3 separate regions of the Mus musculus genome follow, and all the other regions are linked to region 1. Evidence: chromatin contacts called from public HiChIP or PLAC-seq data. All regions are on one chromosome and are shown on one strand. Each heading gives the region's core, a stretch centred on a gene start, on an enhancer-like site or on the middle of the called end of the contact. The rest is flanking DNA. Distances are from core to core; before and after follow the strand shown. Region 1 has its middle 20 kb from the start of Oxa1l. Region 2 holds the start of Mmp14 (matrix metallopeptidase 14 (membrane-inserted)). Region 3 holds the start of Slc7a7 (solute carrier family 7 (cationic amino acid transporter, y+ system), member 7).

Region 1 (4,602 bases), core at 1,227-3,726:
TAATGGTGTTAATTCTCGAGGACTTATACTTAATCAATAATTGCAAATGGATACTTATATTTCTGATTTTAGAAAATAAAATATGCATATGTGACTATTGATACCTTTTCAGGCTTTCTAGTTGCAACTGCTTTAACAGGAAAAGCAACTAAAAATGTAATTAGTCATTGCCTGCATTGTTTTTCTATGCTTGGAGTTCCAAATCAAATTATAACAGATATTGGAACTGGGTATTACAGTCAAGCATTTGAGATTAAAAAAATTACTTATTTATTTCTTAATATTTATTTATTATATGTAAGTACACTATAGCTGTCTTCAGACACTCAAGAAGAGAGCATCAGATTTTGTTACGAATGGTTGCTGGGATTTGAACTCAGGACCTTTGGAAGAGCAGTCAGTGCTCTTTTTTTTTTTTTTTTTTTTTTAAGATTTATTTATTTATTATATGTAAGTACACTGTAGCTGTCTTCAGATACACCAGAAGAGGGCATCAGATCTCATTACGGGTGGTTGTGAGCCACCATGTGGTTGCTGGGATTTGAACTTCAGACCTTCGTTAGAGCAGTCAGGTGCTCTTACCCACTGAGCCATCTCACCAGCCCGCAGTCAGTGCTCTTAACCGCTGAGCCATCTCACCAGCCAGCATTTGAGATGTTTTGTCAACAATTTAATGTTACCCATGTTACTGGGATTTTTTATAATTCTCAAGGACAAGGTATTGTGGAACTTTAAAACTATATCTTCTTAAACAAAAAAGGGGAGAATTATATCCCCATGCACATTATTTAAATCACACTTTTTATTTTAAAAATTTTAAAATTTGGATACCAAAGAACTCCTTGCTGAGTGCCTTATAGTATCCTACAACTAGGCATACTCATGCCTAGGTGAGATGAAAGGATCTATTTATCGGCATATGGCATGATCCTTATCAGATATTTAATATGGGGAAGAGGGAATGTTTGTGGTTTTTTTCCACAGAATGCTGCAAGAGCTTGCTAGCTGCCAGAGTGATTGGTGTGGCAAGCTGACATAAAAGGATAACGCTGACCTGTGAGCTTACTGAGTGCCCTGACAATGGTAGCAAGAAAGCTATATTAGATATATGTTCTTGACCCACCTTTGCTTGCCTATGTCCCAGATTAGACAAGCTAAACTGCCTTGCTTCAAGGACAGAGAACATAGAGAGATTGTGGAAACTGATTTAGGAAAACGAATCAAAGGGAGGAGTTACAATGACTCTTCTCTTTCCTTTAATGGGATCAGTTATTCTGGCTCAATCATGGACTGGTCTAGAAATAATTCCAATATTGGAGATTCCTATTATGAAGATAGCTAAAAATCTTTATCAGCCAGCAGAGTTAACTTGGAGCATAGCCTCCACTATTTACATGAGAAGTTAACAGTTTTTCTGTTGATTCTCAAGCCCAGCACCCCCACCCCCACCCCCCCAGCTTGGGCTTGATCTCTGCTAATTTGCAACTGAATTAAGTGCCTGGGACATCCCCACAGACTACCTTAATCTTGCTGCTTTCAACTTTGACTTTGTGTTTCAAGCAGGTCAGTTGCCTCCATGCAGGTTTGCCTTCAGCAAAGCACAGATGGCAGTGATTCACGGCTATGAAGAAATGCATTGAGTGCATATTGTGGCTTTGGTCTGATTGGGAAAAAGGTGTGCAATGAGGGCCGGCAGCCAAGGATGGGCCACTGGGTCTATGGCTTATTTCAACCTAAGACAGAGGCATGTGCCAATAGGCTGTGTTTGTTCATAATCAACACTAAAATGCTATGTTTGTGCAAATAAACACAAGCTGCACATGTTCTCTGAGACGGGTCTGAATAAGTCCAATTAGTCCTAAGACAGGCATGGCTAACAGCCACCATAATTCTCAGGCAGGACCATGGAGCATAAGTAAATTATATGCCTCAGTCCAGCTAATTTTTAATAAATAAAAAGGGAGGAACTGTGCCCTTCCCCCAGCCTTGAGCAGGCTGGCTCAGACCTTGCTTGCCACAGCCAGCTAGCCCACCTAGGGTGGAGTCTTCTGACCTAGGTAAAGTCTATTGTCCTGCCACATCTGCACCTTTCCTCCAAGATGCCACTACCTGCTGAGAGGTTGAACCTCTTTTCCTGACAAAAGGCAGCTGATCCTCACAAGCAAAGAGATCCTGGCATGGTAGGGGATGGGTCCCCCCCTTTATAAGCTTAAACTCTTAATTAAACAGTGGCCTTGATCAGAAAACTTTGTCTTGGCTCGTTATTTCTTTTGCTGCCTTTCCCATCCCAAATCCCATCTTTACTTTCAGGAACCCAGTAACCTGTGGACGCAGGTGGCTGGCTACACCATATAAACCTTTAACTTCCAGAAACCCCGACTTCTTTCATATCATGTGTGTTCAACTAACTCCTCCCGTGGACTCACATTGGGCTCCTCCAAGTTTCACCTACCCAAGCACTGTGTCCCACAGCTGACTCCTACTATGTGGGGCACACCCAACTGACTCGCAGCCCAGCTGATGATCCACTCAGACCCACATTGGAACTCCAGATTAAACAAAGACCGTGAGTATCCCTGGCACCCGTTCCAAAAATCCAGACCTTCCAGCCACTCTGAAGAGAGTCACTCTATTGTCTTCCCACTTTTGTTTTCGGGGAGAGCTATTGCACTGACTCTGGTCCAAATCCAGAAAGTCTAATGGATCATGAACAAAAACTCCGATTCCATCCCCTACCCCCCCCCCCATGCTTTATTCTTTCTTTTTCCACTCCTGGCCTCCCCGCCCATTTGACTTTTTCTTATCCATCTATCTATCTATCTATCTATCTATCTATCTATCTATCTATCTATCTATCTATCTATCTATCTATCTATCTATCATCCAGCCATTGCCCCTTCTCCCAGACCCCCTCCCACAGTTCCTCAGACCATTCCTCCCCCTCCTGTCTCTGAGAGAATGCTTCCCTACCACCAGGCCTCCCCCCTCCCTGGGGTCTCAACTCTCTCGTGGATTAGGCACACCTTTTCCCACTGAGGCCAGACAAGGCAGTACCTTACTATATATGTATGTGTGTGTGTGTGTATGTGGGCACTTGTGTATGCTGCCTGGTTTGGTTGGTGACTCAGTGTCTGGGAGCTCCCAGAGGTCCCGGTTAGTTGAGACTGATGGTCTCCCTATGGGTCGCCCTCCCCTTTTGCTTCTTCCATAACTTTCCCTAGTTCCCCATAGGGGTCTCCAACTTCAGTCCAATGGTTGAATGTAAACATCTGCATTTGTCTCAGTCAGCTACTGATTGGGCTTCTCAGAGGATAGCTATGCTAGGCTCCTGTCATGTATGTCCTTTTGGATCTGGGTTACTTCACTCAGGATGGTATTTTCTAGTTCAACCCATTTGCCTGCATAACTCATGATGTTCTCATTCTTAATAGCTGAGTAGTATTCCATTTGTAAATGTACCACATTTTCTGTATCTGTTCTTCCATTTTGGGACATATGGATTGTTTCCAGATTCTGGATATTACAAACAAGGCCACTATGAACATAGTGGAGCATGTGTCCCTCTGGTGTGGTGGGGCATCTTTTTGGTATATGTCCAAGAGTGGTATAGCTGGATCTTCTGGTAGGTCTATTTCCTATTTTCTGAAGAACCGCCAGATTGATTTCCAGAGTGGTTGTACCAATTTGAAATTCCACCAGCAATGGAGGAGTGTTCTCTTTCTCCACATCCTCACCAGCATGTGCTGTCACCTGAGTTTTTGATCTTAGCCATTCTGACTGGTGTGAGGTGGAATCTCAGGGTCATTTTGATTTGCATTTCCCTGATGACTAAGAACTTTGAACATTTCCTTAAGTGCTTCTTGGCCATTTAAAATTCCTCTGTTGGGCTGGTGAGATGGCTCAGTGGATAAGAGCACCCAACTGCTCTTCCGAAGGTCCAGAGTTCAAATCCCAGCAACCACATAGTGGCTCACAACCATCTGTAACGAGATCTGACTCCCTCTTCTGGAGTGTCTGAAGACAGCTACAATGTACTTCCATATAATAAATAAATAAATCTTTTTAAAAAAATTCCTCTGTTGTGAATTCTTTTTTTTGTTCTATACCCCATTTTTAAATTGAGTTATTTGTGTTTTTTTTTTTTTTTTTTTTTTTTTTGGCGGTTAGCTTCTTGAGTTCTTTATATAGTTTGGATATTAGCCCTCTATTGGATGTGGGGTTAACGAAGTTTTTTGTTTTTGTTTTTGTTTTTTTTTTCCCTTCCCATTTTGTAGGTTACTGATTTTTCCTATTGACTGTGCCTTTTGCCTTATAGAAGTTTTTCTGTTACAGAAGCTTTTCAGTTTCACGAGGCCCCATTTATCAATTGTTGATCTTAGAGCCTGAGCCATTGGAGTTCAGTTAGTGTCAATGAGTTCGAGGCTTTCTCCCACTTTCTCCTCTATTAGGTTCAGTGTATCTGGTTTTACATTGAGATCCTTGATCCACTTGGACTTCAGCTTTGTGCTAGAATAAAGCTTACCTGGTCATAATGAATGATCTTTTACTTATTTATTACTTATTTTTATGTGTATGAGTGTTTTGCTTGCATGTAAGTATATG
Region 2 (4,602 bases), core at 883-3,382, 91 kb before region 1:
TGAGCCAGGCAAAACCACAGACTATGAAACTGGAACCACAGGAGAGGACTCTGGTGTCTGCGGCTGAGTGGGGGAAGGGACAAGCACCAGACACACCAACTGGGAGGAGAGGGCTGTCCTGGAGCTGTGGAGGCTCGGTGAAAGGGATCTAGCTGCCTCAGAACCCCTCTCCCTTCAGCTTGGCCGGAAGACAGAGCAACTCTGGTGGGTGGCAGGACCCGGTTGGCTGGCATTGTCTTGATCAATAACCGCAGGGTATTCCCTATGAGAAAGTCAAGGAACATCTCCCACTTTCGGAGGCTGAGAGGGTGGGGGCTCTCCAGCTCAACATCAAGTCTTGGATCCTGGCCTCTGGATCGGTCCCGCCCTACTTCCCACCCTACTGTGTGCCAGAAGCAAATGGTGGTTCTGGCTCTGGGAGGACCATGACCCACTTAGAGCAGAGCCAGGGCTGCCGCGCCTCCCCTAGGGCACCTACTGGAGGCTGGGGAGGGAAAAAAAGACGTTGGCAGTGGGCAGTTTTCCAGAGGCTCCTTTTGTTAGGCACTCTCTGGGGCTAAGATGGTAGCTTTAGGCCTGGGAAAGGAGCCTGCCTCCTCTCTCTGACAATTGGGTTTGGTTTCCAGTCTCAGGGAGGATTTTACTCTTTCCAGTTTCCATGCACAACTGTGGCCCGACTCCTAGGGCTACACTTGGCCTTTCAGCTCCAGGTCTCTTCAGTGATACAGGCAGCATGTGCCCAGGAGAGGTTCATTCTGAGGGTGCGCCCCGGCCTGGGCCCAGAGAAGAGGGAGTCAAATCCAGACCGTATCCTTCATTTGGGCCCTTCCCAGCCCTTCCCTACCACACCCAGGTCCTCACCAGGCTGAGTGGGTTGGGATGGCCCAAAATAAGAAGCTGATTAAATCCGTCTCCCACCTTCACCCCAAAATAAGAGAGGGAGGGAAAACTTCCTCGGACTACTCCCATGCCGCTTCCTTCAGGACCGGGGTGGGCTATGGTCACGGAAGAGTTAGGGATGGGGGTGGGGGCGCCAGAGTCAGTTGGGACACTCAGGGGAGACCCAGGCCAACCCTCAACTAACTCACCGAGCGAGCGACTCCCCCTAGTCTCCCCGCGATCAATGCAGAAAAATAATTATCAACAACAAAAAGGCCCCCCAAGGCGCCGGTAGGGGTGTGGAGGACGAGGGAGGAGGTGGCCAGGCTGAGCCCCGCTGCTCACAAGAAGAGCTTTGTGTGCGCGGAAGTTCGGCCCGCCGCGATCCTCGACGCCCGGGCCAGCGGCCCGCACCGAGGGCGGTCCAGGGGAGGCGGGTACAGCTTGGGCGCCCCCGACGCCCCCACTTGGTACGGATGCGTCCGTGCAGGGCCTCGGGCACCTGAGCGCTGCCAAACTGAAGGAACAACTCGCGTGTGACACCGGCCCGGACGGCGCGGAGTCCAGTGTCTCTGAGGCTCCCGCCTTGTGCCACAGTGCGCGCAGAGCTTGGAAAAGCGAGGCCCGGGCCCCGCTGCAGAGTTCTTCCAGGGAAGGGAGGAATGGGAAAGAGTCGGTGGCGGCGGAAGGGGGGTTGTTGGAGGCAGGCAAAAGTTGGATCAACTTGCAAGTTTGCAGATGAGGGGAGAAAAAGAAAGGCTGGCGCAGCAGAGCCCCCCCAGAGCCCATCTCTCAGCGGGGGCTGTCCCCTTGGAGACCCCCGGGCTCGCCTACCCGGCGGGCGAAACTCCGGGAAGGGCCGGAGGAGCTCACTTACTTCGGGGCTGAAGTTGCTGCCTTGGGCCCAGCCGAGGGAGGCGAGCGCCGTGCCAAGCGTGAGCAGGGGGAGCAGGAGGCTGCGGGAGGGTCGAGGGGCGGGAGACATGGTCCCCGGCGTCGGGGCGCCGGGCGGTGCGGGCTCCGCGGCGGGGCCCACGCCCTGGGGTCGCGCCGCCTCTCTTGGGGCGCCTTTGTCTTCTAAAGGAACGGAATGTGGATTCCTAGAGCGCGGTCGGCTTGGAGGTGAGGGAATTGCTCCTGGAAATGTCTGTTTGCTCTTCTCTTTTCCGTTTTTTGATCTTTCTTCTGCTTAGTCGGCGAACTGAGTTGGAAGCCCTCTCTGCTCTCCTTTGGTCCCTCCCTTCTCCCACAGCCTCTCCTCCGCCCCCGCCCCAATGCCCTCCTTTTTCGGTGGGGACGTGGTGTTTCAGCTCGAATCCAATTACAGCAGGAGAGAAGGGGAAAAAAAAGTTTGTCTTTTCTGTGGTGCAGGCTGCCATCTGCAGGGGTTGAGGCCGCAGCCGGCAACTAACTAGGAGCCTGGGTGTCCCAGGGGACGGGATGCGGAAGACTTTCTCTTCCTAAGCATTTTTTGGGTGGCCTGATTCCCGTAGTATTCAGCATGTCTCACTTGAGAGTGTTTAAGTATTGGGAAGCCCGATGGCTAGGAATGGTGGAGACATGAAGTCTAACTTGCGAGTGAGGAAGGTTGGGAGAAGGGACATTTACTAACAAGAGGGTTGTATGCTGAGACCTGTGGACAGCCTCCTTCTCCTCCTCTTGCCCCAAAGTTAAGACTGTAACAAAAGCCACATGCCCAACAGCCACCGCAATTACTTTGAATTGGGGGACCGACCCCTTTATTAATGGCTTTTACAATCTGGCTGTTCTATTAAGTGTGAACTGCCTGGGTAGGAAAGGGCTTCAAGGTCACAGGATCGGGGGAAGCCCGATGGATAGAAGTGGTGAAATTTGTTGGAAGAGGAAGGAATGGGAGGTAGGGTTTTGGAGTTTCCTTTAGTCTTTACAGTGGAGACAGTTCCTTCGAGCGCGCAGCTTCCGTGATGGCTGGGCAGGGAGAACAAAAGGAGAGGCAGACAGGGGAGAGGGAGGCCAGGCTGCGCTGGCTCTCCGAGAGGGAGACAGATAAGAGGTTGACAACTAGATATGGAAACACACCAGCAGTGGGACAGAGGCAGGAAAAGTGTGGGAGACAGAAAACTCGACCATCAGCGAAATGTAAGATCCAAGAATTGCATTTGGTCAGCGAGAGGAAGGCAGTGGGGAGAGGGAAGGAAAGCAAGCAAGGGAAGCGGTAAGGGAAGGGGGCAGGAATAAAGCCAGGTAGGAAGCTGCAGAGATCCACAGCTGCCAGCTTTGTGGTGGATGATGGGAGCCAAACACGGAGCACTGGAACGGGAACAAAGGTCCTTGCCTCCAGAATCCAAGGGAGGCTCACGATCAATACAATGAATGGTTGCTAGGTCATGGGCAGCGACCTTGTGTGTGGGGGTGGGGAAGCAAGGACCCTCTTTAACCTCTGGAACTTAAGTCTGATTATTACTCCTTCAGCAGAAGACCCCGAGTTTAATCCTTCCTATATCTGCCTTACAGTGTGAGTGTCTCCTGGACCATGTACCCAGATACTAGCTGCTTGTTAAGAAAGGGACTTCTAACAGGTATGGTGGCACATGGCTTTAAATCCAGACAGAGGTGGGAGGATCTTTGTGATTGCCAGACAACTTGGTCTACCTGGCCAGTTTCAGGACAGCCAGTGCTACCGTGAGACCATGTCTTAAAAAGGAAAAAGATCCTCAGGTGGAAAGACCTTTTCAAGAAAACATTAAATGCCAACTGTATGCATCTGAGCTGTGCATGGTCTCTTAGTGACAAGAGTATGAGGGTGAACCAGGGAAACTGCTGCTGCCCCTTTCTTCTCTCACAAAGCAGTTGCTTGTGGTTGATTAAAAATCCCAAGCAGGCCAAGTGATAGGTGGTGGTGTGCTTAGCTTTTGTTAAGGCTCTGGGCACGTTCTTCAGCACTAGGGGCAAAATGATCCCAGAGCAAGATCTGGCTGAACTGGAATGGGGAGGACTAAGGGCACTGGGCCAAGCCTGGCAGGCAGTGATTTTAAGGTCTTTTGCTATCAATACAAGTGGTGGGGAAAATGACTTGATAAAGCATTCAGACTATAGAAAAGAAAGCCAGAGAGAGTCTGGGAAAGTGGGGCAGGAGCTGCTTTTTATTGATTCGGAAGTGGGCTTCTCAGTAAAGTCCCTTTAGGTTTGAGATCATGTTCCTTCTTCCTTTCTTCCTGCAATTTCTGCTGCCTGAGCTTCCATGCCTGTATTCCAGCATCCATTTCCTGTGTCAGCAGTACAACTCGTCTCTGAAACAGACAGGAAGAGAGTAGGTGACATCTGGGGCTCAGGCATATGTACCACTGAGCAGGTCTCCCCCTCCCCCCCCAAAGCCAAGTGTTCAGCTGGATACTGATGCATCACGCTGACGGTGTGAAGCTGAGGAAGGTCAGCTGTTGGTTTCTGCAGAGTGCCCCGCTCCAGTCTTCCCTTCTCAGTCGTAGTAAAACATCAGCTTGGCCAGGTAGGGGGATACATCCTTTGATCCTAGTACTTGGGAGGTGAAGGCAGGCCCATCTCTTGTGAGTTTGAGGCTGGCCTGGTCTACATGCCTCATCGAAAGAAAGAAAAGGGACTGGAGAGATGGCTCAGAGGTTAAGAGCACTGATTGCTCTTCCAGAGGTCCTGAGTTCAAATCCCAGCAACCACACGGTGGCTCACAACCATCTGTAATGGGGTCTGATGCCCTCTTCTGGTGTGTGT
Region 3 (4,602 bases), core at 929-3,428, 69 kb before region 1:
GATTGCTTTCCAATCTAATCTTAGTCCGCCCTAGGTAGGTAACTCATTAGGGAGCCACCTGGGGTGGCTTCCTGTCTAAAGGGATGGTCTGGTGACCAGAGACAATGACGGGCCAGAGAGCTGGAAGCTGAGGAGACAGCACAGCTGTGTGATCTTCACTGCCTGCCTCCTCTCCACTTGGCACCCTGCAGAGTGTGTGGTACCTGCTTCCTGGCTGCATACTTTCCATCGAGCTAATGCATTGAAATGCACAGTGGGGTGTCTGGCCTGGACAAGGACTCAGGCAGTGTTAGCACTACCATCATGGACGTGTTTCAGGGGAGGCTGGGAGGAAAGGGCAGTGTCTTCAAGACGGATCTCAGATGTATGTAGGGCTGCCTTGTGAGAAATGCAATCTTTAAAATTTTTTTAAAAATTCATTTTTATGTGTATGGGTGTTTTGCCTGCATGTGTTTATGTACCGTGTATGTATTAGTAGCTATGGAGTCCAGAAGAGGGCATCAAATCTCCTGAAACTGGAGTTGTGAGCTGCCATGTGGGTGCTGGGTGTGGTGCTCGGGTCTTCTCAAGAACAGAAAGTGCTCTCAACTGCTGAGCCATCTCTCCATCCTCAAAGCACAGTTTTTGGGAGGCCTAAGCCCAGCATCCCATCTCGGTTTAGCTAAGAACATCAAGGGGCTGGGCTGGGAGGGTGAGTGAGCATAGAGATGAACTGTCTCTGACTATTTCTGTAGAATAACCAAAGAGTGAAGAAGAGGTAGAAGAAGAAGGGATACACAGTTGGGTTTCAGAACAGGTAAGCTGCCAAAAAAGGCTCAGTATACCAGAGTTAAAGTCGATTATAAAGGTAGAATAAACTGTGATTTCAAATTGTAGAACTTTTTCTGTTTATTCTGGGCCTGTCTAACATAGTTCAGTGAAACCTTATTTCCACACTATTTTTGTGCCTTGGGGGTAGGTAAGCGCTCTACCATTGAGCTATACTCCAACTTTCCATACACACACACACACACACACACACACACACACACACATACACACACACATTATTATTATTATGTTAGCTTGTTTTTTTTTTCTTTTGAGGCAGAGTTTCTCCTCATAGCCCTTGCTGCCCTAGAACTCACTCTGTAGACCAGGCTGTCCTTGATCTTTGAACTCAGAGAGCTCCCTGCCTTTGCCCCCAGAGTGCTGGGTTTAAAGGTGTGTACCACGGTGCTCAGCTAATTTTTTTATTGTAGTGCGCGCACGCTCGTAGAACAGTAGGAAATTTTCTCCTTCCATCATGGGCTTCATCTTGGCAGCCCCTCTCCCCCTCCCCCACCTTTGACATGGGGTCTCTAGTCTGGCCTTAACCAAATAGGACCCTCCTGTCTCAACCTTCTGGATGTGGGATTACAGGTATGAGCCATTCACGTCTGGGCCTCCATATATTTTTAAGAAATGGAGGAAAGCTTGTACTGAGACCTACATAGGAAGTTTTGGGCGCTCCAGAGGTTGTAGTGTGTTTCCCTAAGAATGAAAGAGCATAATGGTGGAATGGAGTTGGATCTAGAAGTTTGATCTCATTTCTGAACCATATTTCTTTTGAAATCGCTCGAGGGTCAGACTTTGGGGGTGATGCCCCGGTTTAGAGGCAGCCACCCCTTTCTCTGCATGGGGAAGTGTACAGCGATCTCACTTAGAGCGCCACATGGGGCGTCTGAACCACTCCCATACTTCCGCCAATCTCAGCCTGTGAACAATGCGTCCCATTCTCTAACCTTCCTGCCTTTCTTGTTTCGGGTGAGAGAGAGAAGTGAAGTTTGGGTGGGCCATGGAGGGAGGACACATGGGGAGAGGTCTGTGCCACCAGTGCTCTGTACTTGGTAACTTATTAGACTCTCTGGGGTTTCAGAGAGCACACCCAGTTAGTTAGCTGTCCCTTCCTCTGGGCCTCCTGTCCCGGGGCAGAGCTGACAAAGGAGATTCCTGATCGAGCACCTTCTTATCACAGAAAGTGCTGAGCCAGGAGCTCCTAGCTGCCCCTTTCGCAGATATGAAAGGCCTGTGAACCTTGGACCCAGAGGGTTGCTTAACGCTCCTCTCCCTTTTCCTCACCCCTTCCTTTCCTAGCTCCCTCACCTCCTCCTCCCTTCTTGACCTGACTTAAATCCGGTAGGCGTTTGTCTGGGTTTCCCTCTTACTGCTGGAGGAAGGAGGAGCTGTCAGATCTCTGTTCTTGGAGGGTGTGTGTGCCTCTTTGTCTCAGAGACTGCGGCTGGCCATTGCTGTGGGAACCTCCTTATATCCAGAGCCAGGGAGTGAGTGTGCCCCACCCTGTCCCCTTGCTAAACCCTCTGCTGTTCTCTGTCTGTCCAGTCACTTCCTCGAGCTACAGAGCCTCTGGCTGTAGTGTTTCGCCATTTGTCTGATTGCTTTCCTATTTTGTGCAGCTGTCTCTAGCTCTGTATTTCAGGGCATCTGCTGTCTGGCCTTAGCTCTTTCTTTTCCTTGGTTTGCTTTGATATGTCTCCAGCAGTTCTATGGTGGGTGTCTATGGTGGGTGGGCAGCCACCACCCACTGCCTCCAGTCATCTCTGGTTTCTGCTGTGTGTTTGGGCCACCCTTCTGAAAGATCATTCCTACTTTTTGGCTGGTGTGATGTGAGAGATTTGGCAGCAGGAGGCCTGGGATGCTAGAGGCTGGGACAGGTATCTGGGAATGGAAAAGCAGTACAAAGCGAATCAATCTCCTGTCTTTTTTTTTTTTTTTTTTTTTCTTTCCAGGATGGGTGGGGCTGCTTGGGCTTTGCCAACATCTAAGATGCCAGCTGACCATTTGTTAATGGCTATTCCCGAGCAGGGAGGTGGCTGTGCATCCGTAGCAGGAGCGCTTTAAAAGCTTCAGCCCAGCACACAGACTCCTTAGGGGAAAGAACAGCAAATCAGCAAAAAGAGGATCTAGCGAATCAGTTGGTTTCAGGGTTGGTTCCTCATACAGGCATCTCAGCGCAGGGACATTTGAAACTGAAATCAGAGGGGAGAGACTTTGGGGGTCAGGGGGAGGCAGAAAAAAGTTTTACCAAACTGCCTCATTCATGCCTGTCCTGTGTCATAACAGGTTGAGGGTTCAGCTGTCTGATAAATAAGGTATGCTACATCCTAAGGCTAGCATGTTTTCCCCTTTTGTGGGGGAAAAGCCAAGCCGGGGTCATTTTGACATGCCTTGGGTGTTGCGGGGAGACAGAAGTGAGGAGGGTGTCTGGACTGGTGGGTGCTGACTGCCTTGGGCCCTGTGGTGTGGGAGGGAGAGATTCTGCAGTGACCAACACAGCCTTCTTTCTTCCTTAGAGGGCAATGCGAGCAAGCTGGTGAAGGTCTTCCTTCTCTTCGCCATGGTCAACAGCACCAAGTATGAAGTGGCTGCTCAGCACGAGGCCGACGATGGCTCTGCTCTCGGGGATGGGGCCAGCCCAGTGGCGGAGCAGGTCAAACTGAAGAAGGAGATCTCCCTGCTTAATGGCGTGTGTCTCATAGTGGGGAACATGATCGGCTCCGGCATCTTTGTCTCCCCTAAGGGTGTGCTCATGTACAGTGCCTCTTTTGGCCTCTCACTGGTCATCTGGGCTGTCGGGGGCATTTTCTCCGTCTTTGGGGCCCTTTGTTACGCTGAACTGGGTACCACCATTAAGAAATCCGGGGCCAGCTATGCTTATATCCTGGAGGCCTTCGGGGGATTCCTTGCGTTCATCCGCCTCTGGACTTCTCTGCTCATCATTGAACCCACCAGCCAGGCCGTCATTGCCATCACCTTTGCCAACTACATGGTGCAGCCCCTCTTCCCGAGCTGTGGCGCTCCCTATGCCGCCGGCCGCCTGCTGGCCGCTGCCTGCATCTGTAAGTAGAGATGGGGCAGGATTGGTGTTGTGGAGGACTGGGTAGAAGTGGGGGTGTGTGAGTCCAGCCAAGGAGGAGGAGCTGGGAAATGATTGCCTACAACAGCTTTTTTAATTGTAAAAAGTAATGTGCACTGCGGGAGTGTAGCTTAATAAGACCTCAGTTGGAAGCTCCAGGCTCACTGGCCAGTGCTACTCCTAAAGAGTTTTGCGTGAAAATTCAGTTCAATGTAGTTTAAGGTTTAGGGAAGCAGCCAGTTAAAGGGCTTGCCTAGCATGTACGAGGGTAGGCTTTCATTCCCCAGAACAACATAAACTGTGTGCTGCTTAGTACCTCTAACCCCAGCATCTGGGAGGTTTCTTGAGGGCCAGTAGCTTAAGGTCATTTCTTTCTTAGCAAGTTTGAGGCCAGCCTTGCATGGAAGAGATCCTGTCTCAAAAAGCAAGCAAACAGGTTGGATGTGATGGAGCATGCCTTTAATTCCAGAAGGCAACAAGATGGGTTTCTGGGGCCAGCCTGCTCTACACAGTGAAACCATGTCACAAACAATCAAGCAAACAAAAAAACGATTAACTTAATATAGTGTTAAAAAATGAAGGTAGAGCCAGGCAGTGGTGGCACACGCCTTTAGGCCCAGCACTCAGGAGGCAGAAGTCTGTGGATTTCTTTGAGTTTGAGGCCAGCCTGGTCTACAGAGCATGTTCCAGTACAGCCAGGGCTACAC

Evidence for each region. HiChIP or PLAC-seq counts read pairs in DNA pulled down with a chosen protein or histone mark.
Region 2: an H3K4me3 HiChIP or PLAC-seq map of embryonic stem cells shows a contact between it and region 1, with 14 read pairs. The contact joins the promoter of Mmp14 here to the enhancer-like site in region 1. A contact is called at or near these places in 24 of 39 promoter capture datasets (the 3T3-L1 cell line, 3T3-L1-derived adipocytes, the C10 cell line and 14 more), 3 of 484 Hi-C or Micro-C datasets (bone marrow, memory CD8 T cells and pre-B cells), 2 of 115 datasets of contacts at active chromatin or transcription factors (both in embryonic stem cells) and 3 of 9 other capture datasets (adipose tissue, liver and pancreatic islet).
Region 3: a contact with region 1 is called in an H3K4me3 HiChIP or PLAC-seq map of embryonic stem cells, with 16 read pairs. The contact joins the promoter of Slc7a7 here to the enhancer-like site in region 1. A contact is called at or near these places in 21 of 39 promoter capture datasets (the 3T3-L1 cell line, 3T3-L1-derived adipocytes, the C10 cell line and 14 more), 6 of 484 Hi-C or Micro-C datasets (the HPC-7 cell line, bone marrow, extraembryonic endoderm stem cells and 3 more), 5 of 115 datasets of contacts at active chromatin or transcription factors (bone marrow-derived macrophages, embryonic stem cells, intestinal crypt epithelium and 1 more) and 3 of 9 other capture datasets (adipose tissue, liver and pancreatic islet).

Annotation. Positions count from the first base shown.
Region 1 is chr14:54,338,920-54,343,521 of GRCm38.p6, reverse strand. No RefSeq gene overlaps it. Among named protein-coding and RNA genes, the nearest start is that of Oxa1l, 20 kb to the left of the region's middle. Within about 2 kb of position 2,476, at least 6 of the 459 cell types and tissues checked have an H3K27ac peak or open chromatin away from gene starts, as enhancers often do. A contact at or near this core is called in embryonic stem cells and stem cell-derived epiblast-like cells, where this site is marked.
Region 2 is chr14:54,429,128-54,433,729 of GRCm38.p6, reverse strand. It overlaps Mmp14 (matrix metallopeptidase 14 (membrane-inserted)), which reads right to left and starts at 2,132. Exons shown (of 10, transcript NM_008608.4): 1 at 1,757-2,132. The coding sequence starts at 1,864. It overlaps Mrpl52 (mitochondrial ribosomal protein L52), which reads right to left. Exons shown (of 5, transcript NM_026851.2): 5 at 3,980-4,148. The coding sequence ends at 4,002.
Region 3 is chr14:54,407,779-54,412,380 of GRCm38.p6, reverse strand. It overlaps Slc7a7 (solute carrier family 7 (cationic amino acid transporter, y+ system), member 7), which reads left to right and starts at 2,178. Exons shown (of 10, transcript NM_001379499.1): 1 at 2,178-2,303; 2 at 3,333-3,878. The coding sequence starts at 3,377.